Linked DNA regions of Sus scrofa: region 2 is linked to region 1. The links are chromatin contacts, called in public Hi-C maps. All regions are on one chromosome and are shown on one strand. Each heading gives the region's core, a stretch centred on a gene start, on an enhancer-like site or on the middle of the called end of the contact. The rest is flanking DNA. Distances are from core to core; before and after follow the strand shown. Region 1 overlaps C14H12orf49 (UPF0454 protein C12orf49 homolog). Region 2 overlaps C14H12orf49 (UPF0454 protein C12orf49 homolog).

Region 1 (6,285 bases), core at 710-3,209:
TCTTTTGTTGACTTTCTATTGGCACAGCATCCAGAATGGCACTCAGCACACAGTAGGTGTTCATGAAGCATTTTGTCCCAGCAAAGTGAATGAGGAGTTCTGCAGAGTCCTGGCACTCAAACAGTGCTTGGTGCATAGTGGGTGCTTGATGAATGTTGGATGACTGGGTGATCATTTTTTATAAGGACAAGTAACATTTTCCTCTCTGACCACACATCAGAGGCTACCACACTGCAGGAAACCCATGGTGGCTGCCCACTGAAACCCATAAATCACTGTGCACCTCAATGGCTGTGCCACCACCAACATCTGTCTCCCTCACCTGAGAACATTCTCTGAAACTCACTCATAATCATAACTGAAAGCAACACGTTCCCGATTTCCATATTATTAGAAAGAGGTGGAGCTCGCCATAAATGATTCAAGACGTGTCAATCAAATGACAATACAAATGATGCGTTTATTTATTTTCGCCTCTCATAGCTGGCTTGCTTTGTTCCTGTGTGCCTTTTCTGGGGGGTTTCTCGCGCCCTCCTTTTCTCTTTGAAGTGTGTTGGCTAATATTTTATTCATTACAGAATCTAACAAAGCCTGTGTGGTGAAAGAATCCAGCATGGTATCTCTAAGAGAGCGATTAGCAGAAGCACCTGGAGGCTTCAGGGCTCCAGTTGGTTCTAGAAAATTCTGGTTCTTCTTCTGAGTTGATTCAGTCATTGGGGAAGCAGGGACACAGCAGTGAGCAGGGCAGACACCATCCCTGCCCTCATGGAGCTGACAGGTATCATGGGCCCTAGATGAGAGACTTAGCCCTCCTGGGCCTCCCCTCTCTGATGGTGGGTTAGGCTGCCAGTTCCCATTTGAGCAGAAATCCCAGGTAGCCCATTTTAAACAGTTTCCTGACTGGCAAAGGAATGAACAAATGTGTGGCCTCTTTGACACTGAAGTTGCACTCCCAAGAATTTATCCTAAAGAAAAAACAAAGGATGTACACAAAGACTTAATCCACAAGGGCTTCCTCTTGCCTTCTTTTTTTGTTTTGTTTATTTTTAAAATTTTTTTATTATAGTTGATTTACAATGTTCTGTCAATTTTTGCTGTACAGCAAAGTGACCGAATTATACATATATATACATACACATTCTTTTTCTCATACTATCTTCTATCGTGTTCCTCCATAAGTGCTTAGATATAGTTCCCTGTGCTATACAGCAAGATCTCATTGCTTATCCACTCCAAATGCAATAGTTTGCATCTAGTAACCTCAAACTCCCAGTCTATCCCACTCCCTCCTGCTCCCCCAGAATATTACTCAGCCATAAAAAGAACAAAATAATGCCATTTGCTACAACATGGATAGAACTCAAGATTTTCATATTAAGTGAAGTCAGAAAGAGAAAGACAAATACCATATGATATCACTTATACATGGAATTGAAAATATGGCACAAATGAACCTATCTACGGAACAGAAGCAAATTCATGGACATAGAGAACAGACTTGTGGTTTCCTCTTGCCTTCTTTTTGTAGTGGAGAGAAAACAGAAACCCTCTATGTATGCAGCAATCTTACTCAGTGGCTCCAGAGTCTGTGTCCTGAAGTTCTGAACCCTGTGCTCTTGGTACAGAGCTTCCATAAAACTCTGAAGGGGTGAAAGGCAAGAGCCGTGTTCTTTGGTGCTTGTGCTATGGGTGGTTTTGATTTTTTTTTTCCTTTTGGCCTATGTTGTATTTTGAGTTTTCTTCTAAGACCATCTATTACTTACATACCTTACCAAAAATAGAAAGCAAACAAGAAATATCAGTATTTAAGCCAATCAATTGATGTGCTATTTCTGTGTGCCTTGTGTTGTGAATGAATCACCCCACATCTGCCAGAGTCACTTGTCCCCAGACATTGTGCCCACAGGGAGGGCGTCCCTGTGCTGTCAGCCAGGGTGTCCATCGCAGTCCGAGTTGTATCCTGGTGCCATGTGGGGCTTTTGAAATCAAGGCAGGTTGCGTAAGGGCGGCTTGTCCTGGAGACATTTATCACCCCTGAGTTATTTTTATTGGTGTGTAAACTGAGCTCTCCTCCTTGGGAACTTCCTGAGGCTGTAGAGAATCCCAAAACCCCTGCAGAGGGAGGATGAGGTTGGCCGGAGCATGGGATTTTGCATGAGGCCCCCCTGTCCAGAGTCAGAAAATGTGTCAAAAGGAACTTGACACCTGGCCCGGCATCCCGGGCGTTTGCCAGGCCCGCCTGGTGGAGATGATGGTGAAGCTGATGATCATGATGATGGTGATGTTACAAATAAAGCAGACAGTCCTTGCTTTGCATGGTTGTGCAGACTGCAGAGAACGTGCAAGCTGAAATTGTGCAGAACTAGCTTAAAAATCAATGCGATAAAATAAGATTATTCTGTGACCTTTAACATTTTTGTCAAAACATTGAAAACTCTCTCACTGTCAGTTATAAATGTTTAAGGAAATGAAAAACTAGTAAAACTCACATGTATTTAGTATACTTTAGGCCACTGGAAACACTGAGAACTGAAGTGTTGTATTTCCATGTGTAAAAATTATCGAGCGTAGTTTGAATAGCGCTTGCCTTCTTCTTCTGGCTAACTAATAATACAGAGAGAGTATCTTTTATATGCCTTGGCAAATTGTCGTCTTCCTTTCTAAGTTCGGATCAGTTTCCAACATTTTATCCTTTGTGCTTTCAATGTCATGAAATATCTCCGAGTTCCTGCCGGCCTCACTTCCTCTGAGATATCTTCATCCTTTTCGTCACAACCACTTCCCTCTTTTTTTTTTTTTTTTTTTTTTTTTTTTGTCTTTTTGCCTTTTCTAGAGCCGCTCCCGTGGCACATGGAGGTTCCCAGGCTAGGGGTCTAACCAGAGCTATAACCACCAGCCTACACCAGAGCCACAGAAACGCGGGATCCGAGCTACATCTGCCTCCTACACCACAGCTCATGGCAGCGCCGGATCCTTAACCCATTGAGCAAAGCCAGGGATCAAACCTGCAACCTCATGGTTCCTAGTCAGATTCATTAACCACTGAGCCACCACAGAAACTCCCAACCACTTCCCTCTTTATGTCAGTAAATCTATCTTCCTCTGGCAGCAGATCTAGAGCCTCTTAAATGGAGACAGTGTCAACATTCCTGTGATCATCTATTTGTTCTATAAACGTATAATCTTCTCAAGGTTAATGTTATGGCAATTTGGTTGGGCCAGGGTACCCAGGTATTTGGTCAAACATTCAGGTACTTTTGTGAAGGTATTTTTCAGATGCGATTAATATTTAGACTGTGGACTTTGAGTAAAGCAGATCACCGGCCTTAATGTGGGTGGGCCTCACCCAATCAGTCGAAGGCCTTAATATAAAAAGACTGACCTTCCCCAAGGAAGAGAGAATTCCGCTAGAAAATGGCTTTTAGACTCAAGCTGCAGCATCAACTCTGTCTCCAACCTACCAGCATACCCTGTTTGGACTTACTCCTTTATCTATCTGTCCATCCATCCATCTCTCTATCTGTCTGTCCACCTATCTACCACTCTATCTATCTACCACTCTATCTATCTATCTATCTGTCTGTCTATTGAGAGCATATATTTCATATCTGTATGTTGTACCTGACATGTCATCTTCTATTATTTCTTTCTCTCTGGAGAGAGAACCCCAACTCCTGGTGTTCTCCAATGACAAACCCCTCTGAAGTTTGATTTAAATCTCATTTCCAGCTTTACTCTTTCATGTTTTTGCTGCCCTGCACTTTCATCTTTGTTGACCAGTCCTTTCTTTGTATTATCTATTTGTGCAAAATGTCACGCCGGTTATCACTGAGAGACAGGGAGGCAACACAGGTACACACTCAGCTGTCCATATATATGAACTGAATGGCAGATGCTCAGTGACCACTCACCAACAGACTTGGAAAGAAGTGACGTGATGTGTCACTGACTGTGACACACATCAGTTATTTACACAGTGATCTGGGGACTGAAGAGCTAGCAGCAAAGTTTGTACTTTGGGCAATCACTCACACTTACTATGCCATGATCAGTGAAATTTGAACCATGTTGGGGAGGGGCAGCTAGTGTTATTGTTTTAAACTTGGTAACTGAAGTTCATGCGTATCAGAACCACGCAAAAGCAAGGACTTCTATAATAATCAATAATAGCTGGGGCTCCTGTCGCGGTTCAGTGGTAACGAAACTAATATCCATGAGGATGTGGGTTCGATCCCTGGCCTCGTTCAGTGGGTTAAGGATCCAGCATTGCCGTGAGCTGTGGTGTAGTTTGCAGACGTGGCCCAGATCCTGCATTGCTGTGGCTGTGGTGTAGGCCAGCAACTACAGCTCTGATTCGACCCCTAGCATATGGGGAACCTCCATATGCTGCTGGTATGGCCCTAAAAAGACCCCTCCCCCCCAAAAAAAAATCAATAATAACTAAGGCTTTATGCCACCTTTGGGTCACGTGTCCTTGGCTGAAGACCTGGCCTTTCAGAGCCTCAGCTTCCCAATCTGGAAAAGGAAGGATCAAATCCTGCCTCATAGAGATCACATGAGATAATAATGCATGTAAAGTGCATTATAACTGGTACATGCCAAGCACTCAATAAGTGTGAACTAGACTCATTGTTACCAAGCAGATGTTCCAGTTCTTAACCGAACTGGGATTGTCTGCTCTCCGCCTCCCCAGTAGACCAGGAGCTACTTAAGGAAAATGAACTTCTCAATCTCTGGCCTCAGCTCCCAGCGCAGTACCTGGCACAGAGTAGGTGCCCATTAAATGCTTGTTAAGTGAGTGAGTAAAAACCAAGACCAGCTTGTTCCCAGGTTGCCCATGTTAAATGTAGCTGCAGAGAGTAGCCAATAACATTTATTGAGAACTTGCCATGTGCCAGCAACTAATGATGCCAGCCCATAAAGGCTATGCAGTATCCAGTTCACTATCTAGGCAGCCCCGTCAGGTGGCTGTTATCATCCATGTATTTCAGTTCCAGAGAGGCAAGGGCAGGGGTTTCCACTCAGCCTGCAGGACCGACTGGTGTTTGGTCTCTGTCCAGCAGGGTCCAGTGGGCAAGCCAGTAGCAGGGGCTGCTTCAGGAGGTGCCGAAGGGATGGCAGAGCTTTCCAAGGGGTGAGTTCTCATTGAGGGCGAGCAGACCTGCAGTCACTGTGGAGAGGTACCCGGCTTTTGGTGCTGTCCTCCCATTCTGAGAGGCTTCACCAGTCCTCACCACCTCCCACAGAGTCCCTTTCTTCCTGTCTCCTCCCGTCCCAACCTGCCCGGCCGGCTGGGGTTTCATCGCTCCAGGCTCCAGCTCCTTGTGCTGATGATGGGCGGTGCTGGGTTACTGAGCTAAACAGATCCTGGCTCTTTCTTGACCACCCAAGTCACTGCTGAAGCAATTAATTAGGGAACCAGATGTGGCCGTGGGACAACTCATCTGTTGCTGAATTGAGCTGTTATTTAATTTTTTATTGCTTTTCAAGTTTTCACAAGTGGGTTGTTCTATAAGCTCCCCTTAAACTCCCCAAAGTGGCTCCCCCCACCCCACCCCCACCACCCCAGGCATGATGCACAATAGGTATTCAAGACAGTCTTGTTTGGTTTTCCTACTGTATTATCTCTCCTGGAAAATCAAACAGCTTGTAGCTCCAGAGACAGAAGAAAGGGTAGAAGATATGGTCGCCATGTCTAGGGAGCCCAAGGCCCAGTGCCACCCACCTGTCAACCCTCTCCCACTTCCCAGCACCCAATGGACCCCTAGAGCACCAGGGATCCAAGTTTGAAAGCCCTTGACTATTTTCTCAATTGGCTGACTTGTCTGTTTTCTGTAAACTTCTTGAGAGCAGTGGGCATGACAAAACAAAAACAAAACACCAAGAACTTGGAGGCAGACAAAGTTGCTTGCTTTCTGGCTCTACTACTTACTACATGCTTGACTTGCAAAAAGTCCCTTAACCCTTAACCTCATGGGGGCTCAGTTTACTCTTCTACAAAATGGGGAGAATCATAAATACCTACTTCATAGCATTACCATGATGATCAAATTAACTGTTCAAGTACCTTGTAAATTCCCAAACATGAGTGAATCTTCCTCCCACAATGGTCTGTATGCAGTAGGCACTAAAGAGATGTTGGATGAGTGTAAATAAGTTGACGGATCACATTTCCTGGGACCTTTGGGAGCAGATTGAATGGTGGAGATCTCAGATGCAGTGACTGGCCTGTGGGGGATTTGGGGATGAGGTGGGCCATTCTCTCTGCCCCTTCAGTCATCTCCA
Region 2 (6,525 bases), core at 1,167-3,666, 80 kb after region 1:
GGAGTTCCCGTCGTGGCGCAGTGGTTAACGAATCCGACTAGGAACCACGAGGTTTCGGGTTCGGTCCCTGCCCTTGCTCAGTGGGTTAACGATCCGGCGTTGCCGTGAGCTGTGGTGTAGGTTGCAGACGTGGCTCGGATCCCGCGTTGCTGTGGCTCTGGCGCAGGCCGGTGGCTACAGCTCCGATTGGACCCCTAGCCTGGGAACCTCCATATGCCATGGGAGCGGCCCAAGAAATAGCAACAACAACAACAACAACAACAACAACAAAAGACAAAAGACAAAAAAAAAAAAGAAATGCAGGTTCTCAGGCCCTGCTCCAGATCAGCTGAATCAGAATCTGCCATCTAACGCAATCTCAGGTGATTTGTCTGCACATTATAGTCTGAGAAGTTACACTGCTATCAGATAGAAAATAGAAGTTGGGATTTTTTTTTTTTTCTATTTTTTTTTTTTTAGGGCTGCACCAGTGGCATATGGAAGTTCCCAGGTTAGGGGTCAAATCGGAGCTGCAGCTGCCGGCCTCCACCACAGCCATAGCAACAGCAACACGGGATCTGAACTGCATCTGCAACCTACACCACAGCTCACAGCAACGCCAGATCCTTAACCCACTGAGCAAGGCCAGGGATCAAACCTGCGTCTTCATGGATGCTAGTCAGATTTATTTCTGCTGAGCTACTATGGGAACGCCCAGAAAATAGAAGTTTTAAGTGACAGTTTTGATAAGTACTGTTGCCATGGACTGAATGAATGTTTGTGTCGTCCCCCCCAAATTCTTATGCTGAAATCCTAACCCCTCAATGTGAAGGTATTGGGTGGTAGGGTCTTTAGGAGGCAATTGGAAGGCAGAGTCCTTATAGATGGGGTTAGTCCCTTTATAAAAGAGACCCCAGAGAGCTCCTTCACCCCTTCCATCCGGTGAGGACACAGCAAGAAGTTGGCGATTTATGAACCACGAAGTGAGCCCTCACCAGACACTGACTCTGCCTTGATCTTGGGTCTCCCAGCCTCCAGAACTGTGTGAAGTACGTGTTTGTTGTTTAAGCCACTTAGTCTATAGGATTTTTGTTACAGCAGCCCAAATGAATTCAAACAAAGGAACCCAGTCTGAGGGGTCAGGGAAGACTTCCATGAAAAATCAGCCTGTAAACTGAGGGCTGGATTAGGAATAAGCTGGGAAAATAGGGTTCCTGGCAGGGGGAATAGCATGAGCAAAGGCTCAGAGGCAGGAGGGAGCTTAGACAGTGGAGGATCTGAAAGAAGATGCTTTGTGTCCAGAGTTCTTTAGCATGGCGTTCTAAGCAGCTGAGCAAACTGGTCAGACCAGGGTCAGACTCCCGTGAATGATCATTGTCCCAGGTGCCCCAAGTCTGCCAAGAGACAGAGCAAGAACAACCCTGCTGGGGACAAGCGCTGCTCCCCAACCCCACTGACTTAAGGCTACAGAGCCATTATGTCGATATATTTCTGTACAGATTTTGTAGTTTATGACACATTCTGGCAACGTTTAGATGCAGTTTCAATGAGCCAGAATGTAGTACTGTAAACCTAAAACTGGATATCCCTTGAAGCTGTTAGAATCTGGCAGGAGACCTGCTCCCAATTACAAGCACGGTTTCCAACTTCACTGTTCTGTCCTCAAAGCATTGAAAACAAAATCCATTTTTAATGAGGGACTACTAAACTCTTTGCATTCTATTAATGGTGCCTTTGGGCTTCCAAGCTCCAGTGTACCTTACTCCCAGGAAACAACCCCCCACTAGCTGGTTTTCCAGGGCAAGGAACTATCGTGGGGATTTTGTGGCTGGTGCAAATATGGCGACCGAATGAATGGGAACTAAGGCATTTTGTTCCCATCCCCCTTGATTCCTATCAACATGTGGCCAGCCAATCAGGGCTGGGTGGGAAGTCAAGATCAAGAGACATTATTTCAGTACGCACACAGTATACACTTGGCTGCCTGACTCCTCATCCCGAGCCTATTACTAATCTTACAAACCACCCATTATCCATTCGGTAACTGGCAAATGTGAACTTGGCCCACGTCAGAGCCGAATGATGAGATCCAAGTCGGAAGAAGTGAGAGAAAGAAGAGAAAGTACAAAGATGAGCCAGACGGTTTTCCAACCTGTGAGAACATGTTGTATTTACCAGGCCGGGTACGAAAGCCAAACTGTTCCCGTTTATCTTCTGCTCGGGGCCTGGGTGATGTTTGGGGCGAACAGGTCAGTGCTCCCCCTCGCTTCCACCTGATGATTGGCGTATTGTTTAGAGACTACGAGAGATGATCTTGTGCTCTGGAGGAAGTTGGCAAGAAAGTTTAATTCTATAAAAAGAAATGAGCGGTCAGGATACGGTTTCCTTTTCTGAGTCAAGGCAGAGAAGGGAGTCAGAAATTCCAACCCAGAGGGTCAGGACGGGCTCCAGGACCTGTTGAATCACATCTGAAACATGTTCCCTATGCTCCTTTCTCCTCCCTGTTCTTACAACTGGCCAACTGGGATTACACAACTCACACTAATTTTATTCCACATGTGGCTGTTTCTTATTAGGAGCCCGTATCTTATTTTTTTCCTGTACCATGTCATCTCCTCCTGATTCAGGTGAAGAATTCCATTTCTTCCTTCTTCTTCTTTTTTTTTTTTTTTTTTGGCTGCTCCTCGGCATAAGGAAGTTCCCAGACCAGGGAATCCAATCTGAGCTGCAGCTGCACTGCAACGGGCTGGGGATCGAACCCTCACCAGTGCAGTGGCTGAGTCACTGCAGAAACGACGCCATTCCCATTCCACCACAGTAGGAACTCCCAGGAATTCCATTTAACAGGGGGATTCTGTTCACACTCTTGGCTGAACTCAAAAAAAAATAAGTGCACTCACACTCTTTCTAAAGGTGAGAACTTTTCTGTGTCTTTTAACCCTATAATCTTTCTTTCATTGCCCAGAGTCTTCGTTGTTTCCCCATCCCGAAGCTCTTGACTCAACAGGAATCGATGGAAAAGTGAACATTTGAGTCAATCAATGGAATGCTTTTCGTCACCCAATACCCAACAACTGTTTCTAAAGGGTTTTATCCCCACCTCCACCCACCCCCACCTACCCCCAACCGGAGTGGTACATTTTCTTTTTAACTGACTTCACCAGATGTTTTGGCGGTGCGTAAACCTGGCTTTCCTGTCTTCCAAGTGGATGAAATAGGATCCAAATCACAGCACGTCACCTCAGCTTCTCCAACCAAGTACTTAATGGTTCTTGAGAATAATGTAAAGATTGAGTTCAGTTTTCTTTAGGCCTTGGGCCTATCGGATCCAGGTGTTGGCGTTTTCTGGCCTTCGCCTCTAAAGGTTTCTAGGGAAACCCCAGATTCATGAGTATGAGTTGATTTCCCCACTGTTACCTTTCTTCAATGCTTTAACTTTTCTGGCCACGCATCAGAAACTGTAAAAGTGCACCCCCCCAAGTCCCCTCAAAGGGTGAACAGCAGGAGTGGCATGCACATGACTCAGCCACATCTGGAAGAAAACTGCTCTGTGACTCCCCTTCAGTGTTTGCAACTCCAGGCCCCCATGAGCCAAAGGGGAAACGGGACCCCTCCATTGGCCTCCAGCCTCCCTCTACCTCCTGCCCTGCTTTGCTTAGAACAAGCCTCAGCATGCCAGGCCACCTTGCCAGGCCTTGCCAAAATCCACGAATGGCACAGAGAGCACATTAACCAGATGGAATGCAACATACATGTAAAGAAATAAGAGCTCTGCCAGGAAAGTTGGCAGCAGCTCTGGAATGCTTTAAACAGTGTGTGTGTGGGTAGAAAGAGTGAGCCCAGAGTCGACGAGGCTGCCTCATTCTCAAGAGCTGTTTCTTTTACAGCCATGACCTGTTTTGCCAGTCAAAATAAATACGGTGTTAAATGCCCCCTTTTACTGGCTCCTGATACCCTGGCAATGCAGTCTGAAATATGACCTGCTCTCATTGGAAAAATGTCCTTTTATTTTTTTTTTATTTTTATTTTTTTTGTCTTTTTGCTATTTCTTTGGGCCGCTCCCGTGGCACATGGAGGTTCCCAGGCTAGGGGTCGAATCAGAGCCCCAGCCACTGACCTACGCCAGAGCCACAGCAACGCGGGATACGAGCCGTGTCTGCAACCTACACCACAGCTCACGGCAACGCCGGATCGTTAACCCACTGAGCAAGGGCAGGGACCGAACCCGAAACCTCATGGTTCCTAGTCGGATTCGTTAACCACTGCGCCACGACGGGAACTCCCGGAAAAATGTCCTTTTAACTGAGTGGAAAGGATGTGCCCCTTCTAGGCAGTAAGTAGGAGGGTCATGGATGGCGGGGTCTTCTGAGCCCAGACAGACTCGGGAAGCAGGGGCAGAAACAGCCTTGGAGTCAGTATTGCTTGTTTAGAAGTCGCTGCCTTTAGAAGGTTCCTGGCAGACACAGAGCAACCCTTTGGGAGCATGGGGTTGACTTTTAAGGCTTTCTGTCCCCTTCAATTTTAGCAGGAACAAGAAAGCAGGATCCCTGAGTGTGGGCTATCTCACAAGGCACTCCAGGACAGCCAGGCTTTTCCTTCAGGAGAAAAATAGCCATGCTAACCAGGAATGGCCACGAGTTCAACCCAACTCACGCCATTTAGCTTTGTGGGTTCCCCACGGCCACAGTCCCTCCATGACCACATCAGCCTCTCAGCTTGTGTGAGAAGCCAGTTGGATTTCCCCAAAAGAGTCATTGTAGCATTTTCTGCATACCAGGCACATCAGATATATTTTCCAAATCATCCCATTATCTCGCGAGGTAGGAATATTACTACTCCTGCTTTATATATGAAGAAACTGAAGTTCAGAGAGGTGGAGTCCCCTGTCCACGATTGCACAGCTGTTAAAACGGAAGTAAGAATTTGAACCCCAATCTGTCTGTTCTTAATGATCAGGCTATGAGGGGCCCTTGCTGGCTTCTCCCCAAACAGCTCAAGGCCAGAAACCTCCACAGATTCGCCTCCTTCATTCTCAGAATTCCCCGGTGAGGCAAGGAATTGCACTCCCCATTAAAGATGCCATAGGGGAGTTCCCATTGTGGCATGGTGGAAATGATCTGACTAGGAACCATGAGGTTGTGGGTTCGATCCCTGGCCTCGCTCAGTGGGTTAAGGATCTGGCATTGCCGTGAGCTGTGGTGTAGGCCAGCAGCTACAGCTCCAATTAGACCCCTAGCCTGGAAACCTCCGTATGCCACGGGTGCGGCCCTAAAGAGACAAAAGACAGGGAAAAAAAAAAAAAAAGATGCCACAGGATATATTAGTCTTCTGGGGTGCCTGCAACAAATGATTGCAGACTGGGTGCATAAAAAACAGAAAGGTATTTTCTCTTGGTTCTGGAAGCCAGAAATGAAGGTGTTGGCAGGGCCAGGCTTTTTTTGAAGATTCTAGGGGAGGATCCTTCCTGGCCTCTTGCAGCTTCTGGTGGTTGCTGGCTTTCCTTGTCTTGTGGTCACATCGCTCCAGCCTCTGCCTCTGTCTTCCCATGGGCTTTTCATGTGTGAGACCCTCCCCTTCTCTTCTCTTCTAAGGACACTTGTATTGCACTTAGGAACTCTTCTGGTTTTTTGTTTGTTTGTTTGTCTTTTTGCTATTTCTTTCGGCCTCTCCTGCGGCATATGGAGGTTCCCAGGCTAGGGGTCTAATTGGAGCTGCAGCCACCAGCCTACACCACAGCCACAGCAACTCGGGATCCAAGCCGCATCTGCAACCCACACCACAGCTCACAGCAACTCCAGATCTTTAACCCACTGAGCAAGGCCAGGGATCGAACCCCCAATCCCATGGTTCCTAGTCGGCTTCGTTAACCACTGAGCCGCGACGGGAACTCCTAGGGACTCTTCTTATCCCAAGGTCCTTAACTTAAGTTACATCTGCAAAGGTCCTTTTTTCAATAAGATCACCTTCCCAGGTTCCAGGGCTTTGATTCTGAACCTTAGGAGGTGGCATTTGTCAGCCTGCGACTTGGGGACATGATGAGATGATTTATTCAACAAGGGTCTTTCTGATTTTGCAACTCTGCAGGGTTTATTATAAAATTTAAAAATCTTTTTACCACCCCATACCCTTTTTTGAAAACAATGAGGATCATAACAGCCTACATTTAATGCCATCTCACCAAGCTCTGCCACTTAGTGTCATTTAGTCCTCACAGAAACCCTGCCATATAGATACTGTTCTTTCCTTGTTGGATGGAGCAGGAAAATAAAATTATGAAAAGTTAAGAGCCTTGTCCAAGATCTCACAGCCAGAAACTGGTAAGGGTAGGACTGGAGCTCCATTCTGTCTGACTTTGGAGTCTGAGTTCTTAGGCAGAATGGAAAACTGCCTTTTCTTGGAAATTCAAAACTTGGTTGGGAGACGGTGGTTTGGAAGGAGGTAGAAGTATGGGGCAATGGGACGATCTATGCCATGTTTAGCCAAGAATTATTCTTGGGCAGAATATCCAGAAAGACTGAAAACAAGGATTCTGATTGGGAAAGCAAT

Evidence for each region. Hi-C and Micro-C count contacts between places; a contact is called where the count stands out from the background.
Region 2: a Hi-C map of skeletal muscle shows a contact between it and region 1, with 3 times the contacts expected there. The contact joins two enhancer-like sites. A contact is called at or near these places in 3 of 47 Hi-C or Micro-C datasets (embryonic fibroblasts, heart right ventricle and skeletal muscle) and 1 of 2 datasets of contacts at active chromatin or transcription factors (skeletal muscle).

Annotation. Positions count from the first base shown.
Region 1 is chr14:35,945,597-35,951,881 of Sscrofa11.1, forward strand. All of the region lies in intron 5 of C14H12orf49 (UPF0454 protein C12orf49 homolog), which reads left to right. Among named protein-coding and RNA genes, the nearest start is that of MED13L, 110 kb to the right of the region's middle. Within about 2 kb of position 1,960, at least 4 of the 83 cell types and tissues checked have an H3K27ac peak or open chromatin away from gene starts, as enhancers often do. A contact at or near this core is called in skeletal muscle, where this site is marked.
Region 2 is chr14:36,024,680-36,031,204 of Sscrofa11.1, forward strand. All of the region lies in intron 5 of C14H12orf49 (UPF0454 protein C12orf49 homolog), which reads left to right. Among named protein-coding and RNA genes, the nearest start is that of MED13L, 34 kb to the right of the region's middle. Within about 2 kb of position 2,417, at least 23 of the 83 cell types and tissues checked have an H3K27ac peak or open chromatin away from gene starts, as enhancers often do. A contact at or near this core is called in skeletal muscle, where this site is marked.